4 separate regions of the Mus musculus genome follow, and all the other regions are linked to region 2. The links are chromatin contacts, called in public HiChIP or PLAC-seq and promoter capture Hi-C maps. All regions are on one chromosome and are shown on one strand. Each heading gives the region's core, a stretch centred on a gene start, on an enhancer-like site or on the middle of the called end of the contact. The rest is flanking DNA. Distances are from core to core; before and after follow the strand shown. Region 1 has its middle 24 kb from the start of Cap1. Region 2 holds the start of Rlf (rearranged L-myc fusion sequence). Region 3 overlaps Ppt1 (palmitoyl-protein thioesterase 1). Region 4 holds the start of Ppt1 (palmitoyl-protein thioesterase 1).

The links. Promoter capture Hi-C pulls out the DNA fragments that hold promoters and counts their contacts. HiChIP or PLAC-seq counts read pairs in DNA pulled down with a chosen protein or histone mark.
Region 1: a promoter capture Hi-C map of hippocampal neurons shows a contact between it and region 2, with 11 times the contacts expected there. The contact joins the enhancer-like site here to the promoter of Rlf in region 2. A contact is called at or near these places in 9 of 39 promoter capture datasets (the C10 cell line, cranial neural crest, embryonic stem cells and 6 more) and 7 of 115 datasets of contacts at active chromatin or transcription factors (differentiating embryonic stem cells, embryonic stem cells, epiblast stem cells and 2 more).
Region 3: a contact with region 2 is called in an H3K27ac HiChIP or PLAC-seq map of trophoblast stem cells, with 8 times the contacts expected there. The contact joins the enhancer-like site here to the promoter of Rlf in region 2. A contact is called at or near these places in 8 of 39 promoter capture datasets (the 3T3-L1 cell line, cranial neural crest, frontonasal cranial neural crest and 5 more), 1 of 15 datasets of contacts at CTCF or cohesin (large pre-B cells) and 14 of 115 datasets of contacts at active chromatin or transcription factors (DN3 thymocytes, the NIH/3T3 cell line, acute myeloid leukemia and 8 more).
Region 4: a contact with region 2 is called in an H3K4me3 HiChIP or PLAC-seq map of stem cell-derived neural progenitor cells, with 11 times the contacts expected there. The contact joins the promoter of Ppt1 here to the promoter of Rlf in region 2. A contact is called at or near these places in 17 of 39 promoter capture datasets (the 3T3-L1 cell line, 3T3-L1-derived adipocytes, the C10 cell line and 10 more), 25 of 115 datasets of contacts at active chromatin or transcription factors (the 230-238 cell line, the NIH/3T3 cell line, astrocytes and 13 more) and 4 of 9 other capture datasets (adipose tissue, embryonic stem cells, liver and 1 more).

What each region holds. Positions count from the first base shown.
Region 1 is chr4:122,908,364-122,911,063 of GRCm38.p6, forward strand. No RefSeq gene overlaps it. Among named protein-coding and RNA genes, the nearest start is that of Cap1, 24 kb to the left of the region's middle. Within about 2 kb of position 1,343, at least 30 of the 459 cell types and tissues checked have an H3K27ac peak or open chromatin away from gene starts, as enhancers often do. A contact at or near this core is called in hippocampal neurons, where this site is marked.
Region 2 is chr4:121,213,634-121,216,333 of GRCm38.p6, forward strand. Rlf (rearranged L-myc fusion sequence) reads right to left here and starts at 1,451. Exons shown (of 8, transcript NM_001346660.1): 1 at 1,202-1,451. The coding sequence starts at 1,438.
Region 3 is chr4:122,857,943-122,860,642 of GRCm38.p6, forward strand. It overlaps Ppt1 (palmitoyl-protein thioesterase 1), which reads left to right. Exons shown (of 9, transcript NM_008917.3): 9 at 1-1,233. Cap1 (CAP, adenylate cyclase-associated protein 1 (yeast)) reads right to left here. Exons shown (of 13, transcript NM_001358035.1): 13 at 1,106-2,275. The coding sequence ends at 2,192. Among named protein-coding and RNA genes, the nearest start is that of Ppt1, 23 kb to the left of the region's middle. Within about 2 kb of position 1,364, at least 49 of the 459 cell types and tissues checked have an H3K27ac peak or open chromatin away from gene starts, as enhancers often do. A contact at or near this core is called in acute myeloid leukemia, pre-B cells, pro-B cells and 1 more, where this site is marked.
Region 4 is chr4:122,834,911-122,837,647 of GRCm38.p6, forward strand. It overlaps Ppt1 (palmitoyl-protein thioesterase 1), which reads left to right and starts at 1,317. Exons shown (of 9, transcript NM_008917.3): 1 at 1,317-1,469. The coding sequence starts at 1,346.

The sequences.
Region 1 (2,700 bases), core at 93-2,592, 1.7 Mb after region 2:
ATTCATGTACATAAAATAAATAATAAATCTAAAAATATTCATCTGAATTGATAGTTTCCTTTTTTTAAGAAATCAGTCTGACCAATGTGGTGGTATATTCCTTTAATCCCAACACAAGGAGGCAGAGGTGAGTTTGAGGCCAGCCTGGTCTACATATGGAGTTCTAGTCCAACCAGGGCTACATAACAAGACCTTGTCTCAAAAACAAAACAACAACAACAAGCTCCCAAAACAAAACAGCAGCAGCAACAACAACAACAACAAAAAATCAATCTGTGCTTGATTAGGTTTTAACTGTTTATGTAGAAGCTCAGTTGTATGCTTGAGAAAAAAATCCAAGGGTCAGAGGAGGCACCAAAGAACAAATTCATCAAAAGGACTGACTTGAAAAGGCAAGGAGAGAGAGAGCCACAGGGACCATACTACACAGCAGGAAGACACTGTTCACATCGCAGTCCACACAAACCACAGTTCCTAGAGGTTTGTATACTGCATGCTATTGCTATTACGGTGTCTGTGTGTATGAAGTATGTTGGTGCCACTGTGCATGTGTGGAGACCAGAGGACAAGTTTCTGGAATCCACCACTGGTTAAGTCCAGGGATCAAACTCAGGCCCCTCTGGCTTCCAGAGCAAACGCTTTTACTTGAGCCCTCTTGCCTGCCTGTAGCACCCATCTTATAAAGCCACACCTTAGGGAGTAGTTCTGAGTTCAATGTGTCAGAAACTCCTGGCATCTTCCCAGAAAGCTTTCCTAACTTTGCACACTGTGGAGGCATGCTGGGGAGAAAATTGCCAATGAAGGTGTATTGAAAAATCTTGATCATTGCAATTTCACTCACTTCTGCCCCCTCCTCTTTGCTTTGGTATTCTCCCCGCTGAGCTAATGTCAAAGGAGTTCCCTGGCTACCAGTAACAGGAACCAGCTCTGACAAATTTAAGAAGGGGCATAAAGCTGATCGTGGTGGCTCATGCCCTCTAATCCCTTCATACTTGGGCTAGCTAGCAAGATCTTATGTCAAAATTTAAAATATTTATTGAAAGAAAAAACGTGAAAGATTCATAGACTCGGTACAATCCGGAAAAACTTGCAACCAGAGCAGTCGAGTGTTATATTAAAATATACAGGGTCGTGCTGGTTCCAGATATGCAGATTACAGACAAATCTCTTAATACCGCTACCTACCCTGGCGTTAATCAGCTCCGCGTGGTTTTTGCCCTTTCGTCTCCCACTATTTTTTTTTCCCAAGAGGAAGCACTCCCAATCGGCTTTGTTGTGATGGGATGTCATCCTCTGACAAGAGGGGCTTTGAACCGTGACTGACAGCCCCACGGAGACAGTGTGCAGTGTGGGAAGGGCCTTCTCCAAAAGAAAGAGATAGAACGCTGATAGAGGAAAACAACAGATGTCCTCCGCATTCCAACTGCGGGTTGCCAAGCAACATCTTCCCACGTTTTAAAATACCATATACAAGTTTTAAAATGCTTCTGTCTAACATAATATGATTATTTCAAAGGCAAACAAAAGACACACTCAGCTCCTTCCAAAAAGACACAACCCGTGTCCAGCAATGGCATCCATCCCCAACCCCCACACACCCTGGGTCCCGTCATGATCCTCCTCCATCCCCGATCCCCACACACCCTGGGTTCCATCATGATCCTCCTCCTTAGAAATCTGTGGACAGACAACAAATTTAACCAACACACACACACACACACACACACACTATACACAACACACATAATTCTAAGATGAGAGAGGGATAATTACCTTTTTGGGGAGTGGTAGGGGACCTCGAGACAGGGTTTCTCTGTGTGGCCCTGACTGTTTTGGAGCTCGCTCCATAAACCAGGCTGGCCTCAAACTCAGAGATACACCTGCCTCTGTCTCCCAAGTGCTGGGATTAATGATGTCCACCACCGAGCTAACTGCCTTGTAAATATATATATATATAACTTTATGCATAGTATTATATGTAACTTACACTTCTACAAAAAAAAATGATACATAAAAGAAACGGTATGCTCCCCACTTACAGTCAGTCTTACCCCTAATATGTGTAGGTTTCATATGGTTGGTTGGTTGGTTGTTTAGTTCGGAGTTTGGATTTGTTTTCTTTTGTTTTGACCTGGGAAGGATGGGGGGGGGGTCTTTTTGGTGGAGGTAGGGGCTGGCCTGGAACTTTGTATGTAGACCAGACTGGCCTTGAACTCACAGAGATCCTCCTGATTCTGTCTCCAGATTACTGGAATTAAACACGTGTGCCACCACACCTGACTTTATTTTCGTTTTATGTTTTTGTTTGCTTGTTTGTTTTGTTGAAATTATACGATACCAGCGAAGGGGAATTGTTATCATATGTGCAGTGCTTATACAGGCCAGAAGAGGGCAGCAGATCCCTTGGAGCTGGAGTTACAAGTGGTTGCAAAGCTCCCTTCTCCCCCTCGTGTGGGTGCTAGGAACCTTACTTAGATCCTCTGGAAGAGCAACAAGCACTCTTGGCTATTGGGGTATCTCTCTAACCCCTCACCCTGGCATAATTCGGTCCTCCCATCCCCAGTCCATGCCATCTGGCCATTGGCTGGCCAGCACCTTATTTGGTTTAGTGTTTTGCCAGGTGGGCTGTGGAACTCAGCCATCAAAGTAGCTCGTAACGATTCCCACCCGCCTGATATCCACACCCTTGTGTAGTGTCCT
Region 2 (2,700 bases), core at 201-2,700:
TTATTAGTAGACAATAATGAGAATGCTGACGATTGTGCACACAAGAACTGACATGATCTAATGTATAGAAAATATTAGCAGAGAAAAATTCCAAATAGACGAAGTTCTGGGTCAAAGAGTGGGATACAAATGAACTCAACAGAGACAACTAATTCTGCCCAGGACCAACAAAGCAGATTGCTCACTACTCCAACTACAACTTTCTAACTCCACAATCTTTTCAGCACTCAATTGCTCATTAAGAGTCCACGTACCAACATACCTCGATTATTTTCTATTCTCTAAGGTACTCCAAATGAGGAGCAAAGGGATGGCAGAAACCTGATAGTCTAAGTACCAGATGCAGAAACAATGACGGCAAGCATTTACACTTGGAAGACACTCGAAAACATAGAAAAAAAACTGCAACGTGGTCACGGAGACCAAACTTAAAATCACATCTGTCAGCATGTAGCCCCACAGATTGGGACCCGCACAGAAACGATCAATCACCCGACTGCCAAAGAGGCCATTCTCTATATCTCTCTCCCGACCTCTTCCACTCAGACTAATCTCCATTACAGAGCTACCAGGCTCCATTCCTAGTAGTACAACCAGCAGATGAATACAAAACAGGTCAAAGAATGGCATAAACATATCTTTTCACACCCGCCCACAGTGGCAAAAACAAACAAACAAACAAACACCCCACAAAAACCAATCAACCGGCTCAGTATTCCCTAATCAGAAAGCTCCAGACGCCATCCAAGACCAACCGTCGTATCTTAGGGAAGCCAAAAGATGTGACTTTAAAGATAAGTCTCTGGTCAGAGCCCACCTCTCCTGATTGTTCAGAAAAACAAGGTTTTTCAGTTTGGAGATCAGCACACCACTCAAAAAAAAAAGCATCTCCCTGCAGGAACTGGCAATCGATCCCTCAGGGGGGCAGTGGCGCTCCAACCACCCGGCCAGGACCCAGGCAACAGCGACAGGGCACAGCCCTTGCAGGGAGCTCTCTGGGCTCAGGACCGCCCAGCGCAATCCGCCCGGGCAGTGACTGAAGTCGGGTTACGGCAGAGCTGGGCCTGCCCGGCCCGGGGGCGCGGCGAGATACGGGGGTGGCGTTTTTCCCCGCGAAGCCCCCGGCTGTTGAGGCGGATCCCGAGTCTCTTCTCCCGGCCTCCCCGCCCCTCCACCCTCGGCCATCTAGTCCACCCCTCACCTGGCAGAAGCTCCGGCAGTAGCTCAAAGATGAGACCTCGGACACCTCCTGCTCCCTCAGCTCGGTCTCCAGCTGCCAGAGACACGGTCGTAGGCCCGGCGCTCCCGACGCCGGAGATGCAGGGCGATGACCCCGAGCCATGGACTCAGTCTCGACTTCGGCTCCCGCCACCGCCGGAGCCTCAGCCCCAGCCCCGGCCCCGGCGGCGGCCGTGGCGTCTCCCTTTCCGTCCGCCATCTTCCCACGGCCCAGCAGCGCGTAGGCAACCAAACCACGTGACTCCGCCTGGCCCCGCCCCCAATCGCCCGTGTTAGTGACGCACCCCCCTGGCGACGCTGGCGCCAACTTTATCCGTCACTAGGACGCCGAATGTTGGTCCTCTCAGAAGTCTCCACCGCAACCGCCCTAGCAACAGCCTAGCAACGGCGAGATTCTAGCGGCCCTGGGTTCTACAGGCCCTTCAGAGTCGAGGAGCGCAAAGGGCCTAGAGACAATGGAGATATGAGAGAGATGTCTGCGGAGCAGCGAACCGAAGAGCAAGGGAAAGGCAGCCCAGAAAGAAGCTCGGAGAAAAGCATCCCCGGTTGGAGGAAAATAAAGATTGTTAGGCCGACCTGAAAACAAACTGAAGGGAATTTGGTTTAAAATGGGAATGGCATTACTAGTCGCTGGAAAAAGGATTGGTCAAAATATATGGCGTTGAGACGATTCTACTAAAAAGGGGGGGGGGGGGACTTTTAAAAAGTTGTTTTCAAGACAAGGATTCCCTGTGTAGGACTAGCTGTCCTGTAACTCACATTGCAGATCAGGCTGGCCTCAAACTTAAAAGTTCACCTGCCTCTGCCTCCCAAGTGCTGCGACTGGAGGTGTGCAGAGACAGGCTGGATCTCTGTGGGTTAGAAGCCAGACTGGTATATAGAGCGAGTTCCAGGACAGCCAAGGCAAAGCCACTGTAATCCAGCACTTGAGAGACTGAGACAGGAGGATCATGAGTTCCAGGTATTAGTGGGAGGGGACAAGAAAGAAATGCAAAGAAGAACAGAGAAGAAAAGGGAGAATGGCAAAATGGTGTGGCTGGAGCCCAGTAGATGAAGTGGTGAAAACAAGAAAAAAATATGTATATATGTGTGTGTGTATATGTATATGTGTGTGTGTGTGTGTGTATATACACATACATTATATATATATATATATATGTATATATATATATATACATATATATATATATATATATATAAAATCCAGAACATAAGATGTTTGGTCTAGTATACAAATGAGGGATACCCTCACTTCAACTGGAGGAACTCTATAAACAATGGGTCTAGATGAAGGTAAATGTATAATTTGATAATGGGAGATTTGAGAGTTATGACCTAAATGTTGCTTTCCCCTCCATGAAATATGAGCCATTGTGCTGATTGGTCAGTTGTTTGTGACTTTAATACAAAACCAGAGTCACTTGGGAGGAGGGAACCTCAACTGAGAGGTGCCTCCATCCC
Region 3 (2,700 bases), core at 114-2,613, 1.6 Mb after region 2:
GAGACAGAAGTGAAAAAGAGACAAGCTCTGAGGGCAAAACCCATACAAATTTGGAGCAAATAAAAGCCCAGGTCTGAGATGTTCACACAAGCAATTTCTCTGCACTGCTGTGTGGGCCGTGCATGATGTTTCCCCATCATTTCTTAAGACTGTTTTCCTGTGTAAGTGTTGCCCTCTAGAGGTACCTAGCAGTCACCCCACAAGCCTACCATCACGTCCCCTTCAGAGCTCACCTTGTATCCTTAATCCTCAGTAACAGAATTAGTCACACAGGGGGGAACTGCCAGCAGGGTTGCTTAGGAAAGGAAATGGACCTTCTCTTCTCTTCTCTTCTTTGAGACAGGGTTTCACTCACTTTGTAACCCTAGCTGGCCTGGAATTCACTATGTAGAGCAGACTGGTCTTGAACTCACAGTCACAGAGATCACCTGCCCCCTCTGCCTTTCAAGTACAGGGATTAAAGGCATGCATCACCACAGCCTACAGCAATGTGTGTCTTATATACTATGAGATAGTGAGGGAGTATAGAAGTGAAAACCAGGTGTCTGTTCTTGCCCTTAATATTATAAGTGGCATAAATGTCACACCATTGCAAAGAACGGGAGAAATAGTCTAAAAAGGTGGGGCTTTGGCATTCCTACCCTACATCCTATTTACCAGCATACATCAAACTGCTGCTGATTTGATTCCTCAAGAAAATGATTGGGGAATATTGTAGACTTCTTTTCCCTCCTATTAAACAGATGATAACTTTGATTGTTAAAGAAGAAACCACCCTGATCCCCCATTTCCTACAGTTGAGCATGGACTCCCTAGTGCCCATGCTGAGATCTCAGCATGTTCTAGATGGGTCCTCTAGAGCACGGGTTTGGAGAAATGACTGTTTTCATGAAAGCACCATTAGCACCACAGAATTCACCCACTGCCTGTTTTTCCTTTTCCTTTCTCAAACCTACTCAAATAAAAGGATGAGGGTTAAGGGCAGGAAGTGGGAGGATCTAAAAATAGTTTTGAGATTGTCTTTAAAAATAATAAAGAGTAGTTTCTTATACTTGGTATCATTTTCAGTATTTTCACATCTCTGTACTGAAAACATCAGGTGAATAACTAAACAAGTTTGGTATTAACTTTATTCTATTTTCTGTATAATTTTAAGTACATAAAGGTTTATTTCCACAGGCCTCAGGTAATGGGCAGAAGTCACAGGACAATCTTTCTTCCTCTTTTCCCACCAAAAAAAAAAAAAAAAAAAAAAAAAAATAGGAAAGGAAAGGTTGCATATTTTGGTCAGTGTGTCCTAGAGGGAGCACTGGGATTTTGCAATGCTGTGCAAGATTCTGATGTAAGTCGAGACCTAAACAGCCGCCGTGGAGGTCATAGTCCTAGTCAGGTTCCTGCGCAGAGGCCCTAAGCTGCCGAGTGACAAGCAGAAGGGTGAGTGGAGGCAATGACAGTCATCTGGCAGGGAGGAGGAACGCCAGACTCCTTGGAATGCTGTGGTGGTTTTCTTTAAAGTTGTTCCCCATGGGAATCAAGGCAGTCATCCCAGGGGGTGGGGGGAAAGGGTTTAAGACTTCCTTCCTCAGAAAAGGACACTGCTACTGTACTGCAGCTGCAAGGGAATGCCTGCTATGTTGTGGTTGATGCTGACCCAGGATGGAATGCAGATGAAGGATGCTTTTAGGAAACAAGTCTGCTTGGAATGCTGGGTGGCAATCCTTAGCTTTTGGTCGAGTGGAAGCCTGGCCTCACTTGTCAACAATGAAAACTAGGTTGGTTAGAACCTAATAGACTCCCTGGCTCCTGCCCCCCATGCTCACTGTTAGGAGAATAGTGTGCATTCTGATGTTTGGTTCCAGGGTGTTGTGAACCCTCAGGGACTGATTGTTGGTAGAATGACCCCCAAAGCTGAAAGCTTCGGTGCCCCAGTCTGGGCCTGAAGCTCTGTAAGCTCAGCCTGTGGTGCAGCTGCGCTGATGCCGAGAAGCTGCACCTTCCGGTGAAGATCCACTGACCTGCTGTCCCGCCCGTCTCAGCCTGAGGTATATTTCAGTGAAGGCAGGTAGCTGGGCTTCTCAGAGCAGAGAAGCAGTTTAAGAGCAGAAAGGTAGAGGAAATCTAGAAAAGAACCGTCTCCATACAGATGTATCCCATGGTGTGAAGGGAGAGGGCACAGGACCCATGTATTTGCTTATCCAGCGATTTCTGTCACTGTGGTGACCAACTTCTGTCCGTTCCACAGGGTCTTGAACTGCTCGGGGACTGGGAACTCGTTCTGCAAAAAGGAAGTAACAGGATGATGGGGCTGGAGAGATGACTCAGTGGTTAAGATCACTGACTGCTCTTCCTGAGTTCAATTCTCAGCAACCACATGGTAGCTCACAACCATCTGTAATGGGATCTGATGCCCTCTTCTGGTGTGTCTGAAGAGAGTGACGGTGTACTCACATATGAAATTCCTAGCCAAATGGATGGACCTGGAGGGCATCATCCTGAGTGAGGTAACCCATTCACAAAGGAACTCACACAGTATGTACTCACTGGTAAGTGGATATTAGCCCAAAACTTAGGATACCCAAGATATAAGATATAATCTGCTAAACGCATGAAACTCAAGAAGAATGAAGACCAAAGTGTGGACACTGTGCCCCTTCTTAGAATTGGGAACAAAACACCCATGGAAGGAGTTACAGAGACAAA
Region 4 (2,737 bases), core at 67-2,566, 1.6 Mb after region 2:
AGTCTCTATGGGGACATGTGACTGTCGGTGTATAGAGCTCAGAAGACAGCTTGCACAACTTGTTTTTTTTAACCTCAAGCTATCATAGTTCTCAAGAGGAAAGGATCAGGAATGGCTTAGTGGCCATTGTTTTATCCAGCTGAACAATCTAGCTGGCCCAACGCTTATCAGACTGTGCACTGTATAATGCATCCTAATCCTGTATTTTAATTGGCTTTCCAATTACTAAGTAACTGCTGGTTTCAGTGGGGTGGTACAGAAGGGTTTCATGTGGGTGCACAACCGGTTATTCTTCTAGATTTTTCATATGTCGCTCTCTACAAGACTACTTCATCCTTTATAAAGCCGGTGTCAGAGAGTCCCACTGTACCGTGAATACACCCTATTTAACAGATTCCTTTAAACATTTTTAATGCTTTTTTAGGGGAAAAAATGTTTGACACTGTCATTGAGGTGCCGAGGCTGCACTGAGGGAATCTAGAAAAGATGTGGGAGCATAGACAGGAGCCTCTGGGCTATAATAAACCAGAGTGGAGCTTGGATAGGACGTAGCTATGTTTCCCATCTTCCTAGTACATGAAATACCTGAGAGTCCATGACAGCCTGGAAGTCTTATTACATCTTTAATAAGATACTTTTTTCCCTCTTCAGGAGTCCAAACTTCCTCCTCCCTAATTACATCTTTAGCTTTTGAAACCCCATCTTAGCTTTACGATCCAAACCAAACCTCACCATGATATAACTTGCCCTGGATGAAAATCAAGTCTCCCTTCCCCAGTCCCGACACTGAGCCTTTTCTTCCAAGGGCTATAAGTACTATGGCACTGTGCTGAAGAGTTTTCTGCCTCCGCCTCCGAGGACCTTACCTAATTTCTCACACATGTGCTAAAATAAAAACAGTCTCCTAGGGGGAAAGCACCTGCAGCCAAGCCTGATGGATGACCTCAGTTCAATCCCTCTGACCGCTCCTGCAAGCGGTTCTCTGGCCTCCACACATGCGCTGTAGAACGCGAGCCGTACACATATGAAACGCCCACACATAGAATTAAAATTACGTGCAAATGACATAATTGTTAGCGAATAAACAGCTCTTTTCTGCTAATACACAGCTGAAAGAGAAGGCAAAGTTCCGTAGGGGGAAGGGGGAATTGTCACCTAGGCGTCCTTGGGTGTAAAATGAGAGCAGTGCATAAGATCAATTAAAAGATGGAAAGCCCTTATATAGTAGAGTCTGGTGGGTGTTAAGCAATGAATAAACGTCTCTGTCAGGATGCAGAGCCCGGCAGGGGGCGTGGCCACCGGAATTACTTTGGTCCACAGTCCCCGCGGTCATGTGATTGCTAAGATGGCGTCGTCCTGTTCGCGGAGGCTGCTAGCTGCCGCTCTGCTGCCTTGGTGCTGCGCCGCCTGGGCCCTGGGGCATCTGGACCCACCTTCACCACCACCGCTGGTGATCTGGCATGGGATGGGTGAGTGGGCGTGGACGGGGGCATCCTTTTCCCCCCTCGGTTCTTAAATCTGGAAAGACGATAGGGATTCCACAGCACCCGCCTAGTCCAAGGTTTTCGGATTTGTTGCTCTGCACGGAAGGGACGACAACCAGGTGTCTTTAGTGAGTGCTCAGTGAGTATTGTGCACGGCTTGGTTTATGCTTTGTTAAAATCCTGGCAGCAGTAGCATCAGCCTGCAGTATCTCACAGTCAGTCCAGCCTGCCCCTGCAGAGCTGGACTGCACACTCAGGCTTTCATTCCTTCACATCTGAATAGAGATCTACCAGGGGCCTTCATGTCCTTTATACAGTTACCTCAGAGCACCTGCTATACCTGAGCATGAAGCATTCTCATCTTTCTGGAACTTGCTGTCCAGTGGGGGAAACGTATTATAAGGAAATACGGGAAACTTGTCAAATGGCCAGGAGTGCAGTGAAAACAGAAGATAGAGCCTCAGGTGTGAGCTTGTGCTTCTACGGAGCAAGTTAGAACAGGAAACGGGATTCACCCAAGAGTGACAACTGAGTAGAGCTTAAGAGGATGCAGCACCATGGAGGGAGCAACTGGCCAGATCCTCCCTCCCGCCCCACCCCCCCGGAGCTCCCAGGGATTGGACCACCAACTAAAGAGTACACATGGAGGGACCCATGGCTCCAGCTGCCTATGTGGCAGAGGATGGACTTGGACATCAGTAGGAGGAGAGGCCCTTGAACCTGAGAATGTTCGATGCCCCAGTGTAGGGGAATGCCAGGGAGGGAAGACAGGAGTGGGTGGGTGGGGAACACCCTCATAGAGTCAGGGGGAGGGGGGATTGGATAGGGGGGTTCCGATGGGGAGACCTGGAAAGGGGAAAACATTTAAATGTAAATAAAGAAAATATCCAATAAAAAAAATAAAAGAAGGAAAAAAGAGAAGAAAAAAAGGAGGACGAGGGAAGATGCCATAGGGACATGTGGTCACAGGAGCAGCAGGTGCAAAGGCCCTGAGCTTGGCAGACTAGCATGCAGAGCAGTGTAGCAGGAGCAGCGGGAGCAAGGGAATAAGAGGGTGGACAAGTATGCTGGGGCTTTTAAGATTAGTGTAAGGACTTGGAATTTCACTAGGAACTTGTGAGGTGGTAGAATTTACATTTGTAAAGAACTGTTCTAAGCCCTTTGTGCTAGCTAGCAACTGTAAAGAGCTAGTTTAGGAATGTAACTCCCCAGCACTCCGGAGGCAGAAGCAGGAGGAACACCCCGAGTTTGAG